4 separate regions of the Mus musculus genome follow, and regions 2, 3 and 4 are each linked to region 1. The links are chromatin contacts, called in public HiChIP or PLAC-seq and promoter capture Hi-C maps. All regions are on one chromosome and are shown on one strand. The core of a region is the stretch at or near the end of the contact, and the rest is flanking DNA. Distances in the headings are between cores, read along the strand shown.

Region 1 (2,700 bases), core at 28-2,527:
TTTTAATTTGACTGCATCATTTTGGTGGGTTTTGACAAAAGCAGTGTGACCTGTATCCACCTTGAAGTATCACACAGAACAGTTTCATCATCCTGAAATGCTCCCCTTGCCCCAGGCAGCACCCAACCACCACTAACAGCCTTCACCTTCTGGATTCTAGTTTGGCGTGATGCGAGAAGCCCTCATAGGCTGGCTCCTGTCACTCAGAAACACGTACTTGAATTTTCTACGTTGTTTCAAGTTGGTTTTTCTTTATTTAAAAAGAAACTTAATCTCTTAAAAGTACAGAAACCGAGGCCTGGGGAGACAGCTCAGTTGGTAAAGTGCTTGTTGTTCAAGCATGAGGACCGGCGTTTTATCCCCAGAACCAGTGTGATGCTCACTTGTGAGTCTGGAGCTGGGAGGCAGAGACTGGTGGGTCCCTGAGATTCCCTGTCCAGCCAGCCTAGGCAGTGAGGCACCGTCTAGAACCAAGGGAGGGGCTGCAGAGCTGTTAAGAGGATTGATGTTCTTCTGAGGATCTGAGTTCGTTCCCAGTATCCACATCGGGCAGCTTGGCAGCTCCAACACCCTTTTTTGGCTTCTGCATCTGCGCGTGCGCACACACACTCTCAGAGAGACAGAGACAATAGACACACACAGACAGACATGCGGGCGGATAGGTGTGCACACACACACACCATGACACAGAGTACACTAAATAGCTCCATGTGGACCCCAACATTTGGCATGCAGCAACAGGAGGACCAGGAATCTAACTAGGGCCAGTGTGGCCGACCTTAGATGGTGTCTTTAAAAGGACAGTAACTCAGAACACCTGTGCCTACGTTCAGAGGTAGAGTGTTCACCCATTTGGCCATCATTGCTTCGGACCTTCTATTACTCTTTTGGGAATAACCCAAACAAGAGAGTAATTTTCCAGTGTTGACAGTCACTGTCCTGTACATGCAGTCGCCAGCTCTGCAGCATCCAGAAATAGTGGTGGCTTTTGACTGATATGGTAAATACAGACCTGTACTGTTCTACAGTGAGGTAAAGACTCTTATCCAAAGAGTCCTGACAGCCCAGAGGTGACTGTCACCCAGCCTGGCTGTAGCTGTTTGGGGAGAGCAGGACTTCAGAAAGTTCCCAACCCTTCTGAAGCTGGATCAGTCTCCTAGAGAACTGAGAACAAAGCCCCTTTGTGACTTTTGTTTTGAATCAGGCTTGTGACAAAGGGGAGGAGCCACTGTGGTGGGTGGATAGAGGTACCCAGAGGGGAGGAGCTGGTTGCTTCAGAAAAACAAAATTCTCTTCCTTCCTCTCTCCCTCCCCCTTATCCCTCTGTTCCCCTCCCCCATCCTCTCCCCCACACTCTCACTGGTGTTGTCATCCCGGGAACTCCGTCCTCAGCTCTCCGATCAGCAGTGGGCTTTTCCAATGGAAGCTTGGAGCAAAGATCTAGCAGCCTGGGAAAGAAGCCCAGCAGCTTGGGAAACCGGCCCAGTGCACCGTTCAGAAGCAATGTGTATCAGCCGACCGAGATGGCCGTCGTGCTCAATGGAGGGACTGTAAGTATCAAAATCTGATGTCTGGGCAGGAGGCCTGAGCGCGTCCGTCCCGTGTGGGGCAGCTTCAGCTGGGTACACCTGGAGGCTGCTTCTCTGGGCTGCTCACTGCAGCTCCATGCATGCACGCCTTCCATTTTTTGTCTGTCCCCCTTGTCATAAGGAAAACTCACCCATACTCAGAAAGCCATCTATAGATGCCTACCTACTGCTCGAGGCTCTTCACCTGATGAATTTTCCTCCATAAGCACAGCTCCCCCAACCCTGTCCCAGAAAGGTGACTCTAAGGAAAAGATTTCTGTGAGGGTGCTCTCAGCCTTGCTAACATCCATCAGGAGGCTCAAGCCCCCTGGTCCCTACTCCATCCAGAACCTACCCCCACCACCACCACCAAGCTGGGTACCAGGTCCCCCTTCCCTAAGGGAAGTTGAAGTTGAGTCCCTCACACACCAAAGCAGCTGTACTTATCTGTCGCCAAACAGGCCTGCAGCAGAAAGTGTTACCTTTGGCTTTTTGCCTCCGTTGGAATGACTTTGCTTCATTCCAGCAAAATCCAAAGAGGCTCTCATTCCTACATCCACCTTCCAGACATAGCTCTGTGCTTCTCAGAAACAATGCATGAGCCGGTTCACATGTACACATTTGATTTTCATTCTTTATTTTGTGCCAATTCCATAAATCAATCTGGCTTTTTTTTTTTTTTTAATAGACCATCAGGGATGGTCTTTGATCCCTGGAGGAAAGGAAGGGAATTTTGGTTTTTCTGCCCTGTGAAGGAAGGCCCTGCTAGGCTCTGATTCACTTTGCTTTGATCAAGCTATAAGACAAATAGAAACAAACAAGCTATAAGACAAATAGAAACACAGATTTGTGTTCTTAAATCTTCCTATCACCTCCTGGGCTGTTTCTTTGTCCTGGGGCCAAGAAAAGCCTGACTTGACTTGTGACCACTGATCTCCAGAGGGGTCAGCCCATGTGCCGTAATCAACACAGCCTGTCCGTCATTCCTAAGTCCTCCTGGTTCCTTCAAGGCCAGTGTAGGGAAGAGGACAGAGGCCTGACCAAGTGATGCTCTAGGGACTCAGGGTGAAGCTCAGTGTTAGGACACATGCCTAGCCTGCCCAAGGGGTCCCCCTCTCTTCAAAGTACTGAG
Region 2 (2,745 bases), core at 182-2,681, 160 kb after region 1:
TCCCAGCACTCGGGAGGCAGAGGCAGGTGGATTTCTGAGTTCGAGGCCAGCCTGGTCTACAAAGTGAGTTCCAGGACAGCCAGGGCTATACAGAGAAACCCTGTCTCGGAAAAAAAAAAAAAAAAAAAAATTGAAGACTGTTGCACAGGAAAGAATTCCATGTCTCTTACAATCCTGGACACAGACCCTACAGTAGAATCTGCTATTCTTACTTTCTTAAATGATTCTTCTGTCAGAATGCCTTCTAATCATTTGTCTTTCTGCCAAAAGACCTGCTTATCGGGTCAGAGAAGCTTCTGTGTGGCAGTGGGCAACAGTCAGTGGAGAGATGCATAGCTGGTTAGTGCTAAAAGGGGCCAAGCACGCGGCCTAAAGAAAACATCTATACTGAACCCCCACCACCACCACCACCGAGGCCCAGAGGAAGAATACAAGAGCCAGAAGATGGGGAAAGGCACTGGGAGATGCTGTTTTCTGGACAAGATGTGGCCGTCCGTCACACTGAAACTCACAGCAGCTGTGCTATCTGCCTGAGACCTTCATAAGACAGGGAGCCAAGAGCCCAGCATAGAACCTCCATGCCCTGAGCCTCACTGAGACGCTACTGGCATCTGATAGCTGCGAGGAGAGCTTCCCCATGCTCCAGTGAGCGTCCACGTCCATGTACATATGGGTAATTCTACCTCAACTCAGTGGTCACCAAAACACAAATCAAACAGACTTAAAACTTGGAAGGAGGATCGGGTCAGAGGGGAAAATAGGGGCACGGAATTATCAAAAATAAAGAAAAATCTAAATATATAAGAAATCTAGCCCAATTAGTTTCAATTATGTTGTATGTTATGTATACTTGACTACAATAAAAAAGACAAAAGAACCAAAACTACACCTGACATTCCCGGGCTTCCCAGACCTCCCAGCAGAGGCAGGTGCCAGGACTCTACCATGTCTGTCTGTCTCCTGCAGAGAAGTTCACGCCCGGTGACTCTGCTGCCCTGGAAAACTTTCTGAAGCTCCAGAGCAGAGCACTCCGCAGGGGGACCTGAAACTGCCCCACATGGTCGTTACTATCTTCCTGTGTATGTGTGTGCTGCTGAGTGGCCCACACAATGTCTATTATTACCCATTAAAGTGGCAGCAGCTTTGTCCTTGGCTCCTCTCACTCACCACACCCAGTTCCTATCTAAAGGAGGAACTCGGTTATTTAAGGGCTAGGCACAAAAGTTCCAAGGCAAATTCTTATTCCATTCCCAGAAGGCGCACCGCACCCCATACAGAAAATGTCTGGAGACTTCCCCAAACAAAACTCAGTTAAAAAAAAAATGTCTGCAAGTGAAAACAGGTTTTCTTCAGTCTAGAGCTGAAATGACCCTGTCAACATCCAATTTCCTGTTTAAACAACAAAACAACAGCAGCAACAACAAAACACAAAACTGTAACTTTTAAAATGTTTAACAGATGGGAGTCTTCACTATGTTGACCAGATTGAACTGGATCGAAACTCCTAGGTTAAAATAAAACCATCCAGCCGGGCAGTGGTGGCACATGTCTTTAATCCCAGCACTTGGAAGGCAGAGGCAGGCAGATTTCTGAGTTTGAAGCCAGCCTGGTCTACAGAGTGAGTTCCAGGACAGCCAGGACTACACAGAGAAACCCTGTCTCGAAAAACCAAAAAAAAAAAAAAAAAAAAAGCCATCCTCCTGTCTCAGCCTCCACCTGCTGGGGATGCAAGTTTTAGCACAGCCAAGGCTACCTATACAGAGAAACCATGTCTTGGAAAAAAAAAGTGTATTGCTACTTCATAAGTGTAATTTTGCTACTGTTATTTATTGTAATGTAAATATCTGATATGCAGGATATCTGATATAGGACACAGGTCCCCCACCCTTAAAGGGCTCACTGCAGCCACTGTAGCAGAATCAATGAATTCCAGGCCTCAAAAAGTAAGGTAAATGGCTCTGGAGGAACAAAACCTGTTACTGACCTAGGATTGTACATGCAAGAGTACACATAGGTGCATTTACACACTCACAGACACAAGCATGTACACACACACACACTCACACTCACAGGAGCACACACCAGGTCCTGAAAACTAGATGTGTTGCAACCACAACATGAAGATGCCTTTGGCAAGGCCACAGGGTCCAGGGGCCAGCCGGCCACTGAGGTTTAATCCTGTTACTGGCCACCTGCGCGTCTGCAACAGACTCTGCTCTTAAAGCGACACGAGGGCCACTGTTTCAATGATGCCAAAACGGAGCAAGCTTTACACAAGTACAGATGCCTAGAGACATTTAAGTGGCATATTCATTATGGCTTAATTGTTACCACTGACAGCTTAATACAACCTTGTCTTCGCCACACGGATTCGGCTACATGCCCTTTCCGTTCGAGTTGGACATCAATATTTAATGTGGAGGTCCGCTGGAGACATACAAATTATTTCCAATTTTCATCATCACCGAACCAACGTTCCAAAGGGTGTCAATCTACACTCTCTCTCTCTCATCCCAAGAGTGTCCAGAGCTCTACACTGAGCCCAGCTTGCTTGGCTCCCAAGTTACCTCCTACGTGCGGGACAGGGCAGGTGTAGGGACTGTGTGTCCTCCCTGCAAAGCACCCAGAGGGCTGTGCATTGTGTCTGTGAGTAGCAAGCCTAGCTTTCCCTAAGCACTATGGATTAAGCATGGCAGCTCATATATTCAACCTCAGCACTTGGGAGACAAGGAGGGAAGGAGCTGA
Region 3 (2,773 bases), core at 236-2,735, 210 kb after region 1:
TCTTATAATCCCGTGTCTTTTGTCATTTCTCATTTCTTTTTTGCTTTCTTTCCCCTTTCTGCAGTGTTGGAGATGTTCTATAAGCACTCTACCACTGAGCTGGACCCTCAGCCCTTGGGGGTTTACAGACAGGATTTCACGACGGAGCCCAAACTAACTTTGCACTCACAATCCTTCTGTCTCCGTCTCCTGGGTGCTGGTATAGGCTGAATTCCAGGCATGTTCCTCCACACCGAGCTACCTAGTGTCTTTTCTTTTTATACTCCGAACTCATTTCAGTTTGCCAGCCACATCTCAAGTACTCAAGAGCAACACGGGGCTGGTGGCCACTGGACCAGACAGTGCAGGCACAGCTGTGACCCTTCTGCACTGGGCCTACCCTTCTATGGCGAGACCAGGTAGCTCCAAGGGCTAAAGGGCTCATATAGACCTAAAGCTGTGTACAGCTGTTTCCTTCTGAGAGATGTTTGTATCAAAGTTTTAAGGAGATGGGTGGATAAATGGGCAGGTGAGTAGATGGATGGTCAGTGCGAAGACAGATGGGGGTGGAGCAGGGGGGTCAGGAGGGCAGGTAAACAGATGTGGGGGAGAGATAGATAGAGGATGGCTGAGAGGGTAGATGGATGATATCTGGGTGGATGGACAAGGAGGGCCAGGGAAGGGAAAGAGGAGGAGGGGGGAGAGAGAAGGGAGTGGGGCAGGGAAGAAGGAAGGGAAAAGGTTAAACTATGGGTCACTGCCACTATCACTGTCTCCTTGTCCCTGGGCAAGAACCGCTGCCAGGACCAGGATGAGGGACGAAATGACAGCCCAGGCAGCCGCTGCAGCTTGTGTGAGCTGAACAGGGCAAAGGAAAGGAAGCCGTAGCTGAAGATGCTGCATCTGAACACATCGTCACAATTGCTCCTGTGACAACACAAGTCCATCATCCACCTGTCCCATTAGAACCTCCTGGGAATTTAAAATTGATTGGCAATGAATTTAACGCCAACATCATTTATGTATAGGCTGAGGAGCTGGGGCATCTGCTACTATTGATTTATCGGACATCCCTTCATACATACGCAGTTTTTACTTAAGCAATTTGCTTCTTGGAGAGAAAGGCCCATATGAAACAGGAGCGTGGCTCTGAGCAGCAGCAGAGAAGTTGACCTGTAGCCAGGTCTCACTCCACCCTCTCCCCTTTTCCTGCATTCTAATGACTTGCCTGCTTGCAAACCTTCTGATGGCTCCGGACGACAGAGACAACCAGACTTCAAACACGTTTCTTTCAACACATTGAATTAAAAACCTTATCCATTTTCAATAAATCCCGACTTGATTAAAACCGTCTAACGGCGGTTCTGAGCAGGCTGGTGCCAGCAAGCCCAGGAAGCATGACATTACCTGGCAAGGCACTGCGGCTGTCCACACACATCGAGGAGATGCGCTCATAGACCAGCTTTCCTAGGACAAGAAGACATATGGTGTTGACGTCACACACCACAGGAGCAAACACTAAATAAATGTTACTAATTAGAAGCAGGAAAATGGCACCTGGCAGCAGGCATTCACTCGTGAGTGTATGCTGCCACCTAGTGGCACACACTTTTAGCCTTGGTTTGTTTGTTTTTTTTTTTTCCTGCAAAGAGGAAGCTGATTTTCACACGAATTCACGGGGTTTACCTAGGTAGTTAGGTTAAAAATAATTACAGAATGTTGTAGCCCTCAAGATTCGGGTCAGATATTCATTCTCTGATCTCACTGACTTGACTTCTGACCACCGGCCACTTATTTACATCTGCTGGCCTAAGCTGGGCATGGCTGGAGCTGAATCCAGTGTAGGGCACTTTCTGTGAAGTGTGGGGACACCTCGCTGCTCTGGCCTGAGTTCCAGGTTCTTTTTCTCTTCTCACTCAGGTGCTGATCGCCTCTGGCAGGGTGGTAGCTGGGAACGCACAGGCCTGGGCCCGTCTTGGAGCTTTGAAAGTCAAAGATTTGGGGAATGTGACTAGAATGTGAACTTTGGACCACATTGCTGCAAATCCTTGTGCGTGCTCAGGTGTGGAAGACACTAATTATCCGAGTATCTAGAAATGGTGGCCAGTGTCTGCTAGACCAATACTTCTCAGGCCAGCATGCGGCAGAGCCCTGGAGCCCCTGGAGCCCCAAAGATCACCATCTAGTGTGATGTCTCTGTCTATCCCAGGGGCTCCCGCAGAAGTGGTCTGGGTGCAGCCAAGATATGTCAGAGATGTCAGTGTACAGCCAAACTGAGAAGCCCAGCTTAGAACCTCACCCTATACACACACACACACACACACACACACACCCTGCAGACTCTGGAAGCCTCACGGAATGTGCTCCAATGCCAGTGCCCAGGCCCACTGCCTCTTTTCCTTCCTATGTTTTTCTAACCCAGGATCACAAGGGTGAAGAGAGAGAGGGAGACATTTCCTCTCTGCCACAGGGACACAATGGACAGAGGCACTGCTTGTCCCTGAGCACGCTGAGGAACAGCACACCGAGGGAGGGACTCTTACAAACTCCTTTACTTCCTATACAAAAGCCTGCCACCTCTCTAGAAACAGTCTTCAGGAAATACACCTCGCACTGTAAGCAGCTGCTAACTATGTCATTTCTGGCCAAATAACTTGTTTTTCTTTTGTTCGGGTGGTAGACACTGTCTGGGGAAATAACCATCTTGGCTAGAGTTCATTCTGCATGCGTGTGCGTGTGGAGGGACGGATGCCTGCATTGCGCATGTCCATGAGCAAAGATGAAGGTCAGGGGA
Region 4 (2,700 bases), core at 170-2,669, 240 kb after region 1:
TCTCAGCAGTATGGAAAACGAAAACATCCAAGGTTAAGCCAGCACAAGCAGGTGAAGCCAACCCACGGTGTGATACGGCACCACGCTGACGTGCTGTGTCCTTAAGTGGTCACTTAAGAGTCTGCAGGGTGGAGTGAATTAAAGTGTCCGGCCAAAAAGCCAGAGGGTTGATGTTGGTTATGTTCAAGGCCTAGCGCTACAAATTTCTTTCATGCTCAAACGCAGAAATTTTGCCCCTGAGATGCAAGGTCTCCAACGTCCAACCACATTATCATCCGCTTATCCTATGTGGGTTCTTTATCGACACAAATCACCTGTGACAACCTAAAGGTCACCTCACTTCTAAGCACAAAAAGGCCCGTATGCCAGTCACTTGGGTACACACTATTCCTTCCTGCTTGGTGAGCTCGTATGCATCCTGCAAGACCCAGTTGAAGGCTCTTCTCTGCAGTCTACCCAAGCCGCCAGGGGAGTTGACTGACTGCCCCCTCTCTCCTTTGGGCGTGTCCTCTCTCTAATACGTTCTACTACGTTGAACAACGAGGTAAAGAAGCGTGTCTGGGGACCCTACATAGAGTAGGGTGAATGGTCCCACTTTACAGATGAGAAAGTCTAAGGAGCTCAAGGAACAAGCGACCAGGTCTCCCAGGTGCAGACTCCGGGCGAATTCATCCCCTTCCCCAGAACTCCCAGGCGTGCCAACGTCTCCCAAGGAGGCGGAAGCCTTGGATGGAGTCCGTCTGAGTGAAGGAGCTGCGGAACAGAGGAGAGGAGCAGAGTACTGACAGCGGTTCTGCTCTTCCGTAGTCCTGACAGCCCGGGCGGGGACGGAGGCCACCGATCCCAACAAGGAGGACTGCCCACCCCCACTGAGAGGAGCCCTCCCCGAAGCCTACTAGCGGGTTTTTCCTTACCAGGGAAAGACAGCCATCTTCCCAGTCACATGATCGCCTGTTTTCCGCGTCCAGCCCCTTTTCTCACATCCAGGGAAGCTCGGCCCCGCCCCAGACGCCATGATTGTGAAGGGCAGCTTCCGCTCTGAAGATCCCGGGCTCCGTCATCCGCCATGATTGTGAGGGGCAACTTCCTCCGGATTCCGATCCTCCGCAGTTGTATCGGGCAATGGCCCGGCAAAACCCAAGCTCCGTCATCGGCCTTGATTTTATTTTTTCTTTTTATTTTGTTAATAGAAATCCATTTACGTCTGCCTCCGAATGATGGGATTAAAGGCCTGCATCACCACGCCTTGCTTAAATCCCATTCGTATTATGTAAATATGTGCACGGAGGTCAGTGGATAACGGACAGGTGTTGGTCCTTTCTTCGCTTGGCACTAGATGCCATTACCTTCTGAGCCATCCCATTCACACACACACACACACACACACACACACACACGATGCCATTACCTTCTGAGCCATCCCATTCACACACACACACACACACACACACACACACACACACACACACACACACACACACACCGCCCCCCAGTCTTGTAAGGGGTAAGACGCCACTGGCTGCTTGGCCCGCCTGCGCCCTCTAGTGACAAAAAGGAGTGCACACACCCATCCCTGCTGAGGGCCAGACACAAGTGATTATGAAGTGAATTCTGTTTGGTGTGGGTTCTCTTCATGCTTCGTAAGGATGAACACTTTGGGCATTTTCCCCCCACTACTGACAATCTACGTCCGAATACGGGCAAGCAAGTTCTGTTCTTGACCACAGAACTTTGGCGCTCCTGTTTTAAGCCCCACCCCACCCCACCCCCATGGATAAATTATGATAGGGTGACTGCACTCAATGCACTTTGCCCACTCCCTTCTCAATAGAAACTTCTGGAGTATCTATCATTAATCACTTGTTTTTGGAAAACTGATGCTCAAAGCTGGTGAGTGTCAAACTCTAACTCAAATAAGAATGGATTAAGACTGGGAAATTAGCAGACTGTCTATTCATACCATCCTGGTTCTACTCCCAAGTGCATTTCCTTATGGAAAGAGCAGCATCCTCTTATGCGTTCTGGAAAAGGCAACGGAATATACTTTAACTAGGACTGACATTTTCAGAGTCCCAGTTTCTTCCTCTGTGAAACTGAGCTAACTGCTAAGGTGACAGGAGGTTATAAAATCCCTGTCTCCGGGGCAAACCTCAGATGCTGTAGTTAGTGAGGCAGGCAAGACAGGCTGCTCTTGGTTGGCCTTTGCTCTCAGAGCCTTTCTCTCTGTAGCGCTGACCCTGGTCTATAACAGAGCAGGGCATCTACTGTAAATGGGCATGCCACTTGCCTGGGGACTGTAAAACAGTGGCTCTGGGATAGTTGTGTGTACAATTCTAGGGGACACTGCTGTTGGTGGTTCCTTTGAAAGAATGGTAGCAGTTTGGGTGGTAAGAAGCAACTATGAGGCACTAAAGGCAGGGGACCAATTGTCCTTCGTACATTCGTCAAACCCATCCCATCTTATGTATAAAATAGATGATGGGGAACTATCATAAAACAGGCTACATTTCTGGAAAGGATAGATAACTAAAGGGTTCTTCTTACCACATGCTAAGACCATGGTTTTGTGGCATCTCTGTCAGTGTCCCTAAAGAACTGTAAAATCTGGGCTGGAGAAATGCGTTATCTGGTAAGCACTTGCTGTTCTTCCAGAAAACCCAGATTTGATTTCTAGAACCCAAACTCACAACCATCTGTATC

Evidence for each region. HiChIP or PLAC-seq counts read pairs in DNA pulled down with a chosen protein or histone mark. Capture Hi-C pulls out chosen DNA fragments and counts their contacts.
Region 2: a contact with region 1 is called in a promoter capture Hi-C map of adipose tissue. The contact joins two enhancer-like sites. A contact is called at or near these places in 4 of 39 promoter capture datasets (maxillary cranial neural crest, neural stem cells, pre-B cells and 1 more), 2 of 484 Hi-C or Micro-C datasets (bone marrow-derived macrophages and embryonic fibroblasts), 5 of 115 datasets of contacts at active chromatin or transcription factors (embryonic basal ganglia, embryonic forebrain, embryonic midbrain and 1 more) and 3 of 9 other capture datasets (adipose tissue, liver and pancreatic islet).
Region 3: a promoter capture Hi-C map of adipose tissue shows a contact between it and region 1. The contact joins two enhancer-like sites. A contact is called at or near these places in 1 of 15 datasets of contacts at CTCF or cohesin (the NIH/3T3 cell line), 10 of 484 Hi-C or Micro-C datasets (bone marrow-derived macrophages, cerebellar granule neurons, cerebellum and 7 more), 13 of 115 datasets of contacts at active chromatin or transcription factors (double positive thymocytes, embryonic basal ganglia, embryonic fibroblasts and 9 more) and 3 of 9 other capture datasets (adipose tissue, liver and pancreatic islet).
Region 4: a contact with region 1 is called in an H3K4me3 HiChIP or PLAC-seq map of stem cell-derived neural progenitor cells, with 34 read pairs. The contact joins the promoter of Vps35l here to the enhancer-like site in region 1. A contact is called at or near these places in 5 of 39 promoter capture datasets (the C10 cell line, embryonic stem cells, neural stem cells and 2 more), 4 of 484 Hi-C or Micro-C datasets (bone marrow-derived macrophages, cortical glia, cranial neural crest and 1 more), 21 of 115 datasets of contacts at active chromatin or transcription factors (T-cell acute lymphoblastic leukemia, bone marrow-derived macrophages, craniofacial prominence and 14 more) and 3 of 9 other capture datasets (adipose tissue, liver and pancreatic islet).

Annotation. Positions count from the first base shown.
Region 1 is chr7:118,975,363-118,978,062 of GRCm38.p6, reverse strand. It overlaps Gprc5b (G protein-coupled receptor, family C, group 5, member B), which reads left to right. Exons shown (of 4, transcript NM_022420.2): 3 at 1,393-1,550. Among named protein-coding and RNA genes, the nearest start is that of Gm39076, 8.4 kb to the left of the region's middle. Within about 2 kb of position 1,277, at least 121 of the 459 cell types and tissues checked have an H3K27ac peak or open chromatin away from gene starts, as enhancers often do. A contact at or near this core is called in adipose tissue, cerebellar granule neurons, cerebellum and 8 more, where this site is marked.
Region 2 is chr7:118,819,922-118,822,666 of GRCm38.p6, reverse strand. All of the region lies in intron 26 of Vps35l (VPS35 endosomal protein sorting factor like), which reads right to left. Among named protein-coding and RNA genes, the nearest start is that of Gm26147, 11 kb to the left of the region's middle. Within about 2 kb of position 1,431, at least 29 of the 459 cell types and tissues checked have an H3K27ac peak or open chromatin away from gene starts, as enhancers often do. A contact at or near this core is called in adipose tissue, where this site is marked.
Region 3 is chr7:118,765,038-118,767,810 of GRCm38.p6, reverse strand. Vps35l (VPS35 endosomal protein sorting factor like) reads right to left here. Exons shown (of 31, transcript NM_027815.4): 9 at 1,387-1,446. Among named protein-coding and RNA genes, the nearest start is that of Vps35l, 26 kb to the right of the region's middle. Within about 2 kb of position 1,485, at least 54 of the 459 cell types and tissues checked have an H3K27ac peak or open chromatin away from gene starts, as enhancers often do. A contact at or near this core is called in adipose tissue, cerebellar granule neurons, cerebellum and 2 more, where this site is marked.
Region 4 is chr7:118,738,990-118,741,689 of GRCm38.p6, reverse strand. It overlaps Vps35l (VPS35 endosomal protein sorting factor like), which reads right to left and starts at 1,419. Exons shown (of 31, transcript NM_027815.4): 1 at 915-1,419. The coding sequence starts at 1,015.